2 separate regions of the Sus scrofa genome follow, and region 1 is linked to region 2. A link is a contact called in public Hi-C data. All regions are on one chromosome and are shown on one strand. The core of a region is the stretch at or near the end of the contact, and the rest is flanking DNA. Distances in the headings are between cores, read along the strand shown.

The links. A called contact is a pair of places that touch in the nucleus more often than the background predicts.
Region 1: a contact with region 2 is called in a Hi-C map of skeletal muscle, with 2.9 times the contacts expected there. The contact joins two enhancer-like sites. A contact is called at or near these places in 2 of 47 Hi-C or Micro-C datasets (embryonic fibroblasts and skeletal muscle) and 1 of 2 datasets of contacts at active chromatin or transcription factors (skeletal muscle).

Annotation. Positions count from the first base shown.
Region 1 is chr1:262,107,781-262,113,862 of Sscrofa11.1, reverse strand. All of the region lies in intron 4 of TTLL11 (tubulin polyglutamylase TTLL11), which reads left to right. Among named protein-coding and RNA genes, the nearest start is that of TTLL11, 94 kb to the left of the region's middle. Within about 2 kb of position 2,207, at least 16 of the 83 cell types and tissues checked have an H3K27ac peak or open chromatin away from gene starts, as enhancers often do. A contact at or near this core is called in skeletal muscle, where this site is marked.
Region 2 is chr1:261,839,922-261,845,404 of Sscrofa11.1, reverse strand. It overlaps DAB2IP (disabled homolog 2-interacting protein), which reads right to left. Exons shown (of 18, transcript XM_003353636.5): 10 at 3,951-4,187; 11 at 2,295-2,496; 12 at 289-467. Among named protein-coding and RNA genes, the nearest start is that of DAB2IP, 110 kb to the right of the region's middle. Within about 2 kb of position 2,129, at least 1 of the 83 cell types and tissues checked has an H3K27ac peak or open chromatin away from gene starts, as enhancers often do. A contact at or near this core is called in skeletal muscle, where this site is marked.

The sequences.
Region 1 (6,082 bases), core at 958-3,457, 270 kb before region 2:
AGGCGTTTGATTTTTAACTTTCCAGAGTTGCGTCTAACGTTACAGTTTCCTTGATTCCCACCTTACTTTCGGAACGAGGACGACGCCAATCTGCTCCCCTGGTGGTGGGGGAAGCAGCTCCAGCCTACTGCCCTGGGAGGTCAGAGCGAGCACGCTGGGAGGGTGTCCACGCAAGGGAGGAAGGTCTCTGCCTAAAATGGGCAATTTTGAGTTCCCTCGTGGCCTAGCAGTTAAGGGTTTGACACTGTCACTGATGTGGCTTGGGTCACTGCTGTGGGTGAGTGTTTGATCCCTGGCCCAGGAACTTCTGCATGTCTTGGGTGCGGCCAAAAAAAAAAAAAAAAAGTCAAGGGATTTCCTGTTGTAGCTTGGCGGTAACAAACCTGACTAATTATCCATGAGGATGCAGGTTCAATCCCTGGCCTCCCTTAATGGGTTGAGGGATCTGGCATTGCTGTGAGCTGTGGTGTAGGTCACAGATGAGGCTCGGATCTGGCATTGCTGCATCTGTGGCGTAGGCTGGCAGCTGCAGCTCTGCTTCGACCCCTGGCCTGGGAACTTCCATTTGCTACAGGTATGGCCCTAAAAAGCAAAAATTTTTTTTTTTAAAAAAGGGCAGTATTTTTCTAGGCAGTTCATTCCCCTTGAGACTGCTCTAAATTTTAAAATATTCCTGAGTTGAGACCTTTCTAGCTGTATCTCATCCTCCTGTCCCGTCCCCCTGGATGCGACCTGGCCTGGCCCTCTTGGTCCCATGGATGTGTTACGTTCCCCTTAGACCCTATGACAGCCTTTCAGAAATTTCAAAGTTGTGTCCACATCTCCTGAGCTCTCAGTCTCTGGTGTTGTACTTGGCACTGAGATTATTATGATAAACTTGCTGCTGGACGTAGTTCTTGTCCTTACACAGCTTTTGGTGTGGTCGGAAGGCAAGTACTACGCAAGTATAGACAAACGAGCGGAGGCTCAATAGCCTCCTTTCTGTTTCCAAAGTGGTCTAGAGGGAAAACCTGGGTTCTGGAGCCGGCCACGCTTACACTGAGAGTGTCCTCAGCTATGCGTATGGCCTGGCACTGTTTCTGCACCCTCTGAGCCTTGTTCCCTCCTCTCTAAAATTCAGACACGACTCTGCCCCATAGGGCTGCTGGCTGATGAACACAGAGAGAGGATTAAATAAGAACGCTGTTCTGACTCCTCACTCTCCCGACACTGATGTCAAGAGATGGTCGTTTCTTCCTCTTGTTCTTTTCCTTCCCACTGGGTGACATAGTTGAAGCAACTTGTAGATATTTAGAAAGGGCTTACAGCTCAGAATACAATGATTTATCAAAGTCACTCAGGCTTATCTCTGCTGCTCTTAACCGCTGTTAGATAACCACGGGATGCTTTCCAAAGTATCCCAGCAACACCCTAACAAAGAATCCTGCCTGTTTGGATTAAGTTGAAGGTAGAAAGGAAGTGGTCTCTCCGATGAACTTTTGTGTGCTTAATGTCATCATACATATCGACTCAGGTCACCCTTGACTAATGTCACCACATCACCGTCTCTCTCTCTCTTTTTTTTTTTTTTTTTTTGGCTTTTTAGGACTGCACCTGTGGCATATGTAGGTTCCCAGGCTAGGGGTTGAATTGGAGCTACAACTGCCAGCCTACACCACAGCCATAGCAACACCAGATCTGAGCCACATCTGTGACCACAAGCTCATGGCAATGCCAGATCCTTAACCCACTGAGCAAGGCCAGGGATCGAACCCACCACCTCATGGTTCCTAATTGGATTCGTTTCTCCTGTGCCACGCCAGGAACTCCCATCACCATATCTTATACATTGAAATTTTTAGTTGGTCCACGTTATTATACTTGTGATTTCTGCTGGTGTCTTCCAAGTACATTATAATTTTAAAGCATTCCCTGGCCATGCAAGTGTGGGAAATCCTGGACCCGAGAGGTTTATTCTAATCCTCAGTTGATGGATGACAGCATCGGTGCTGTAGTGTAACACATACCCTACTATTTCTTACACATGTCTCGCTAGGCTGTTTGGTTTATGGGATTGTATCCTGAGATCCTGAAATGCTGTCCTGTGGAGGTTGTAGCATCGCTGTCCTGACATGATGGGTCAGGTGAGGCATCCCCTAGACAGGGTGGTCCTTCTCATGTCAGTGTCAGGCGATCTCTTGGCTGAGCCTCCGAGGAATCTGGCTGTGCTCCCAGGTCATGGGAAAACACTGTCTTCTGCCATCCACAGTCACACTGAAGAGCCCTGTCATGCTGGGATGAGCGTGTCTGTAAACAGAATGATCTTGTCGTTCTTCTCCGTGTTTATTTCCCTTCTGCTCTGAGTCATTAATAAAGTCTTTTAGAGTCTGGTTTCTTCTGGACTCTGGGGAACTGGGGAGAGCTGGAGCCCATGCTTGGTTCAGAGCATTAAAGGGGATCAAACCCCCTTAAAGGGCCTCTGCCGCCCCTCTGTGACTTGTAAGGAGGCAGGGAAGTGTCCTTACAGGAGACCACTGAGGTCAGAAGGGGGCACTGGGCCAATATTGCTGGTGAGCCCATCTGAGAGCTTAGCCAAAGGTCCTGTTGTCCAGTGGCCACCTGCTACCATTGAAAGATAGCTGGGAGGCAAACAGACAGTGTTTATTTAAAGAAAAGTGGCTTACAGAGCGGGCCTTCAGCGGCACAGTGGGAGTTCCTTTGTAAAACTCAGCCCAGCCTGGCTTCCAACCTTCACACTCATTTAGAATGCCCACAGAGCCCCATGGCGATCAAAGGCACGTAGAGGTAATTCCTTGCATGTCAACACCTTCATGCTTCTCCTTGAAATGTAAACCAGCAGTTGAAATCCTGGGGCTTGCAGGAGATCCTGTTGTCACTTCGCTGATGTAAATGACCAGCCCTTCCTGCACAGACACTTGGCTGCCCAGCCAGGTTCTCAGAGGGGATTGGCTTCTTGGCTTGTTGGTTTCCATCCAGATCTCTACTGGAACTCTCACCCAGCAGCAGCAGCAGCACACTGGCCACCTTGAGCCGGGGTACCTGGTGACAGGCCGTACCAGTGGTAGTTAGGGCAGCAAGTGCCCAAGTTCATGGCCTTGATCCCCAAGTCATCTCAGACTTTCCTGCCTCGCTCACTCTTGCTGTTTACTATTTTTGCCTTCCTCATGTTCTGACTCATCACTTCCTAACTGTTTGACTCACAGGTCACCTGACTTCTCTGAACCTCCAATCTTTTGTTTGTAATAGTATTAAAAACAATATCATGCAGGTATGCAAAAGATACTAAGAATAAAACAAAAAAAAATTAGGGCAAGATAAGTGAAGTTGGTCAAAACGTGCAAACTTCCAATTATAAAACAATTAAGTCTTGGGGTTATAATGTACAGCATGGTGATTGTCGTTAGTATTATGGTATTGGATATTTAGAAGCTGCTGAGAGAGCAGGTCTTAAAAAGTTCTCATCTCAAGGGAACAAAAAATCGTAACTATGTAAGGTGGCAGATGTTAGCCAGAGTTATTGTGGTGATCGTTTTGCAATATGTACAAATACCAAATCATTATGTCCTACATCTACAGCTAGTACAAACGTTATATGTGAATTATATCTCAATTTTTAAAAAAGCTTATAAGTAGGGAATTTAAGAAATGATAGCTAATAAACTGAAAATCTGACAGTAGTCCCTACTGCTCAAAAAAAGATAATAAAAGATAATATATCTAACACTCAGTACATGCCCAGCACCATTTTTTTTTTTTTTTTTTTTTTGGCTGTACCCTGGGCAGGCTCAGGATTGAACCTGAACCACAGCAGTGATCTGAACCTGTGACAACACCAGATCCTTAACCACTAGGCCACCAGGGAACTCCAATTTTTTTTTTTTTGCTCTAGCACCATTTTTATTTTTATTTTTGATTTTTAATTAATGTGTAGTTGATTTACAATGTTGTGTCAGTTTATAGAAAAGTGATTCAGTCATACATATATATACATTCTTTTTCTCATATGATCTTCCATCATGCTCTAGCCCAGGTGATTGGATATAGTGCCCTGTGCTACACAGTAAGACTTCATTGCTTATTCATTCTAAATGTAATAGTTTGCATCTACTAACCCCAAACTCCGTGTCCACCCCATTACCCGCTCCCTACCGGCAACCACAAGTCTGTTCCCCATGTCTATGGCTCTGTTTCTATTCTATCGATAGGTCCAGGTGTGCCATATTTTACATTTGACATCTGGTGATATCATATGGTATTTGTCTTTCTCTTTCTGACTTACTAAGCTTAATATGAGAATCTCTCGTTGCATTCATGTTGCTGCAAATGGCATCATTTTGTTTTTTTATGGCTGAGTAGTATTCCCTTGTGTATTCCAGCACCATTTAAAAAAAATTTTTTTTTATATTCCCACTGTACAGCAAGGGGTCAGTTATCCTTACATGTATACATTACAATTACAGTTTTTTCCTCCACCCTTTCTTCTGTTGCAACATGAGTATCTAGACAAAGTTCTCAATGCTATTCAGCAGGATCTCCTTGTAAATCTATTCTAAGTTGTGTCTGATAAGCCCAAGCTCCCGATCCCCCACTCCCTCCCCCTCCCATCAGGCAGCCACAAGTCTTTTCTCCAAGTCCATGATTTTCTTTTCTGAGGAGATGTTCATTTGTGCTGGATATTAGATTCCAGTTATAAGTGATATCATATGGTATTTGTCTTTGTCTTTCTGGCTCATTTCACGCAGTATGAGATTCTCTAGTTCCATCCATGTTGCTGCAAATGGCATTATGTCATTCTTTTTTATGGCTGAGTAGTATTCTATTGTGTATATATACCACCTCTTCTGAATCCAATATCTGTCGATGGACATTTGGGTTGTTTCCATGTCCTGGCTATTGTGAATAGTCCAGCACCATTTTTAAAGGGACCTTTATGTATATGAACTCATTCAGTTGTCAAGACATCTCCTGTCCAGTAGACATACAATCTGCATCACATCCCTGAGGAAACTGAGGCAGAGAACTTGGGTGTTTTGCCTAAGGACACACAGAAAAACGTCTTTAAAAAAACAAAGGAAAAATCAATATCAGATTTCTCAGAGCATAGCTGTGGGGATTAATTAACATAACGAAAGTCAAGCATATGGTAGGTGCTCATAAACAGTAGTTATTTGTATATATTATTATTAATTACATTTAAAAGTGGTGAGCTTTCCTCTTAGAACTGGTACATGGACCCTGAAAGATGATAGAGTTTAGCAGAACAAGTGTAGCCCTTGGGAATACAAACCCACACTTGGGTTCCGATCCTGCCCTCCCTCTCCACCTGTCTGACCTTGGGGGGAAAACTTATCCTTTAAATCTCAGTTTCCTCACTTGTGATGGGGGTGCTGTTAGTAGTATTGGGCTGAACCAAATGAAATTGATACTATCCATAATGGCTGTTTTTGACCTATAAAAATAGCGATTTCCTCTGACTCACGTTTTATTTTTATTTAGTCTTTTTGTCTTTTTAGGGCCACACCCACGCATATGGAGGCTTCCAGGCTAGGGGTCGAATCGGAGCTGCAGCCACCAGTCTACACCACAGCCACAGCAATGCCTGATCCGAGCTGAGTCTGCAACCTACACCACAGCTCATGGCAACACTGGATCCTTAACCCACTGAGCGAGGCCAGGGATTGAACCTGCAACCTCATGGCTCCTAGTTGGATTCATTTCCGTTGCACCATGATGGGAACTTACTATTTATTTAGTCTTTTTAGGGCCACACCTGTGGCATATCAAAGTTCCCAGGCTAGGGGTAGAGTTGGGGCTGCAGCTGCTGGCCTACACCACAGCAATGCCGGATCCGAGCTGTGTCTGTGACCTACACCACAACTCAAGGCAATGCAGGATCCTTAACCCAGAGTGAAGCCAGGGATCAAACCTGTGTCCTCATGGATCCTAGTTAGGTTCGTAACCCACTGAGCCACAATGGGAACTCCCTAACTCTCCTTTTAATGCCTGCCTCACAGGGCTGCTTGTAAAGCATATGGGACTTCCTGGCCAGAGCCTGGGCTTCAGGTGATCAGGAAGCTATTCT
Region 2 (5,483 bases), core at 880-3,379:
AGGCTTTGTTTGTGCTGGTCCCTATACCTAGAATGTCTTTTCTACTAATGGAAATGTTACTTTTCCAAAAAAGCTCAAAACTGTAGCACCACCTCCTCCAGGAAGCCTTCTCTGATTTTTCCCAAATAGAAGTTCACTATTTGAACATCACTTAGGGCCTGCAGAACACAGTGAGTCTCATCCGGCTTGTTTTATAAACACCTGTGGAGGTATCCTCCTCCCCAAATGAGAACGCAGATGGGCTTACCGGTAAACCCCACAACTCGAGGCGTGCCTGACAATTCTTACCCAGAGAGATCGTTCTCAATCACCATCTTCTGAAGTCCAGCTGAGATGCTGCTGCTGCCAGAGCCAGGCGTGGAGGCCAAGTCGTTGGTCCCTGTGAGCTGCCCACTGCCTGGGGTGCTCAACGCTGTGTGGACGTCCCTTAGGATTCGTGGCAGAGGCCCCAGTTTGGATACAATGCTCTGCAAAGACAGAGCAACAGGCAGGTGTGATCCACTGCAGCCACTGTGTTCGAAAGTGCTGAGTCGTCAGAAATGCAGGCCCGCCGCCCTGCCCTGCAGTCAAATCCAGCAGGTCTGGGAAGCGGGGAATGAGCCTCAAATTACATTCCTACCAGTTCCTCAGACATTTCTGGGACAAGACGGGAGGTCCACGGGGAGAAATGCTCACCTTGTCCAAACCCTCCACCCTCACTGGTCCCAGAGAGGAAAGGCCACGGGGGACCCCAGAAGTTCCCCACCTACACCTCCCACTGGAGAGGCTTCTGGGACACTGCCCCATCAAGTCACCTACTCCACAGGGTGGGCTGGACCCACCTTAACACCTGAGTCCCCATGGCGATGGCCCAGGCATGGAGCAGGCACCACTAGACAGATTACAAATGGCTGGTCAGGCACAGCGTAGTGACTGGGCTCATCTGAACCTCACTGCCCTGGTTCAGACTGTGGTGCTAAAGGTTCTAGGCCGGGGAAAAGGGACTCTGCCTTCACCTGCTTAACGCCCGGCTTCCACCTAGGGTTTTGTGCAAAAAGAAATAACTCACATGGTCAAAAGAGAAGAGACGTGAGCGGCCAACAGCTCAATTTTAAATTCTGCTTCAACGCTGTCAGCTGTGACGGCTGCTGACCGTCTTCCCTACCTCTTGCCTGGCCACACAGATATGGAGGACGGTGGCTGGCACAGGGGCTAAGTGGTGACAGCAGAGTGACCAGTGCTGGCAGCAGTGGAGGAAAGGGACTTGACCTCATTTCCATTTCTCCCTCCTGGGTCTCTTGCAGCCAAAGGGCAACAGACATAAAGGAACAGAAATGACTGCAACAGCATCTGTTTGTAGTGAAAAAGCTGGGACTGATCTGAGTGTCCAGAGACATAAACGGTGCAGTCATATGACTGGACAGCCTGTGGCCATTAGAAAGGTCACAGTGAAGATGCAGCATGTACTGTGGTGGAAAGACGCCCACAACAGAGAAGTGAGAAATGCACATGGCACGCACAGTTCTCCCTTTAACAAAAAGGGAAAGAACTCTGCCTATGTGTACTTAACATATGCACAGATATATCCAGAAGGCTGAACACCAGAGAGCCCTGAGTGGTCACCTGTAGGGATGGGACAGGAGTAGGGAGCCTTCCAGCCCTGCCTCAGCAGTAGCTACTTTTGTAAGATGATCTCAGAGCCCTGGGAAGCAACAGATGCTCTGGATGTGGATCCTGGGAGGCCCAGCCCTTGCTGCCAAGAACCTGTTGGGTGTGGGCTGGGGCCACTGGGGGTAGTGGAGCCCCAGGCCACAGAGGCTCCCCTCCAGGTGGCTGCAGCAAGGTCGGGGGGTCTAGGAAATAACCATTTCAGCTGATGGTCAAGGGCAGTTCTGGAAAGGTTTGTAATATCCTGCCTGACATGTTGAGGTGCAGTATCTTCAGAGTCTATCTTTTTCATATCAGCGAACTTAAAACCCAGAGCAAAGACATTTTCGGAGAAGCAGCTAAATTCGATCACATTTCTTACAGGTAGGGAGCACACCTTCACCCGTGGACTCCACCCACGTGATGCAGTGTGCGTGCAGACACAGCTGCAGCCCCAGCACACAGAGTGGGCTCTCCGGGCGAGTGGACATAGCGCCCCCTCCAAGGAAGTGGCCCCAAGATCCCCTGGTGTCTGCCGACAGGGCTCGGGCAGGGCTGCTGATCCACGCCACACAGGTGACCCCTCTGACCTCTGTGGTTACGCTGTGGGAGGAGGCGCAGCCTCCAGCGCCCCCTCTGCCCTGTCTCGGCCCTGTGCGGATAGGCACCTGCTCCAGCTGGCTGACGGCCTCCCAGAGCAGCGAGTGCAGGCTGGAGAGCTCACGGCCCAGGTCGATGTAGCCCTCGAAGCCAGCTGTGTTGGAGATGGTCTCCGGGTTGGAGATCTCCAGCAGGAAGCGCTGCATGTTGGTCCACTCGTGCTCCAGGAACTGGTTCATGAACGACATGTACTCCTCCTTGCTGCCAAATCTGGAAGTGGAGCAGACAGGCTAAGCGCCCTGGGCCCCGCCCAGGAAGCCCCTTCTCTGAGACCCTCACCTCCTCAGCTCCCACCCCTCCCCGCCATTCGCTCCCCAGCCAACTAGTCCACTCTGACTTGGGGTCCTCCTTCCTCATGGGACCTGGAATGCTCCGCGGCCCTCGCTCCCCATTCGCTGCCGGTCACAGTCTCCATCCTCTTCCCCCGATGGTCAACGGCCTGGGGGCAGATGGCTCTCAATCCAGGCCTGGCCAGGTCTCTCTGCTCAGCTTTCAGACACGTACTCCGTGGGCACCTCCCTGTGTCCTCAGCTTGGGCAGACCTGAGGTCGCCCCCGTCACCCCGCACTGGCCCCCTCCTCTAGGACTCGCTATCCCCAGTGTAGATGCTACAAGCCTGGCGGTGGTCAGTCAACTCCTCCTTCCTCCTCCCCCACAACTGGCCGAATTTATCTTCTAATCACCCTGACCCTGCGGCCACCCTGACCTAATACTGCCGCCGCTGTGCTTTTACGGGAACCACAGCTTTGCTCTCCTCCCAGCCTCCTGGCTGCCAGTCCCGCTCCTTCTACCTCCCCTGCCCCACTGCTGCCAGGCTGACCTCTGCAGGACCCAGGACAGGTGAGGGTCATCTTCTCCCCTTGCTCAAAGCCCTCTGGCAGCTCCCAATGTCCTTCAAGTCCCTGCTGTCCCCTTGGGTCTCATCTGCCCCTCCCCCCAGCAGGCACCTGACAATTCAGAACACGTATGGTGCCCAGTGCCTCCTGTACACAGCCCTCCCGGGCCTGCCTGCCTCTGTTCCTGCTGCCTTTCGCCCTAACACGCAGCTGGGGGAGCTCGTCTTCTAAGAGACCACCCTCTTTCCTCTCCGGGGAAGCTTAGGACCTCCTACGAGGCCGGGTCCCTCTCCGTCACGGCTCTCTCCTCTGTTGACATGCCGGCTCCAACAGGGAGGGGACCAGGTGTGAGTCACAGCCCAGCATGTCTCCACACCTCATGAGAGCGACTGGTTGACCCGACCCTTCTGTTCTCACCCACTGGCTTCAAGGGGCAGTGGGAACACAGGTGCTTCATGAGCAAAGACGTCCTTGGCAGCATTGGACAAGGACAGTTGGAAACAAGCCGAGAGCCCGACCACAGGGGACGGGTTAGGGAGACAAGGGCCCTTCTCCCGGGAAGGGACGTTAGCCACTCACTTCAAAATGAAGCTTGTGAATGTTAAGTACATGGGAGAATCCTTATGATCAAATGTTCATGCAAAGAAGCAGAAGGAAAAAATATCTTGTCTTCTCACCTTTGAAAATTAAGGAAACATACCGAAATGAAAAGGAATGAGGGTGGCAGGGACTAAAGCCGGGCCTGTGGCACAGTCCAGCTCTGGGACAGACCCCACCATGGGCTCCAGTCTGTGCCCCGGCTCTGCCAAGGCGGCATGAGGCACTCACTTGGCGAAGTTGGCGAGGTTCTGGGTGACCTTGGCGATGAGGGTGAGGGTGCGGGCAGTGCGGTCGTCGGGGTACTCCTGCAGCAGGTGGAAGAGCGAGGGCGACATAATGGCCGGGCAGAGGAAGCGCAGAAACAGGGAGGCACTGATGAGCCGCTCGCTGATGTCGGGCCGGCCGCGGCTGCTGCATTCCTGTCTCCATGAGGCAAACACCTCCTTCAGCTCCCGCGGGAAGACGCTGCGCAGGACAGATGAGGTATCAGGAGGGCGCCAGCACCACAGGGTGCAAAGCAGGGACCTGGTCCGGGTCCAATGGAACCCTGACGGCTGTGTGCCCTCGGCCTGCCACTGGAGTTCTGAGCCCACTGCACTCCTCCGGCCATCCTCAGGGCACAGGAAGAGCACAGGGCGGATGCTCGGCGAGTGCAGACACCCAGGCCAGTGGAGTGGGACACAGGCGCAGTGGAGCCAGAGGGGAAGCCAATCCCAGGGAGCTTCACCCTCCTCCCACAGGGCAGGCACCTGGATCTAGAGGAGAGTGAGGGAACCACGGCGGGAAGAGACCACTGCCCCTTGGTCCCCATCCCTGGCTTCTGAGACATACTCCCTTCAGGCAAATGATGTCACAGGAATCAGAGGTTTTCAGCAGAGCTCGCAGTGAGACCAGAAAGATGGGAGGATCAGAACCACAGAGTGAGACCACAGCTCTGCGCTTTCTCCACGGAGAGGGAAATAAGGCGCGCCTCCCACCGGCAGGTGTGGACAGGGTTCTCAGACCCGGCTGGGGGCCCTCTCCATGGGCACAACCCCACCCCCACCACAGTGAGGCCGACAGGGCAACCTTCCTATCTTTTCACCCTAGAGGATGTGTGCTCCCTGAACCCAGCCTATACCTGGCACTGTCACTAGCCCAGGGTGCTCGGTCCCAGGCCTGGCCACTCTTGGCTTCAGGTTCCTCACCCACAGGCTGAGAATGAGGAAGAGCTATCTTAAGGCCGAGACCCTTGGCCATGGTAACCCTGAAAAGCTTTTGTCCCACAAGCCGAGCACCCAGACTCAGGCCGTGAATGAGGCTGAACCAACAGTGACGTGGCTCGAGAGAAGTGAGGGCAGGTGACCTTTAGTCCTGGCCCTGGAAGCACCTGGTGCAAGATTGGGCAGGGGTAGGCACTGAGCGATGACATCTACTGATGGCCTTGTTCAGAACTGAGAGGTGTCCCTGGGCCTGTGCAGACGTCACAAAGAGGAGATGGACGAGCACTGTGCGGGCACACGTCTCATTGCATGGCCACTGGCCGCCCCAGGAACATCAGGGCAGAGGGTGAGAGTGCTACCCAGCCCAGGGGGGAGTGTGTTCCAGAGTTCAGGCTCCCTGATTGCCTGATACCAGGGGTCATTTCTGGATCGGCCCAAGGGGCCACAATGGGGCAGAGGGACCTGGGCCGGGGGGCGCCGGCCCCACTGCCTGACTCTGGCCATTCCCTCTGCCCCCACTCAAGGCCGTCACTCCCCCAGAAGGCCTGCCTGGGCCTGT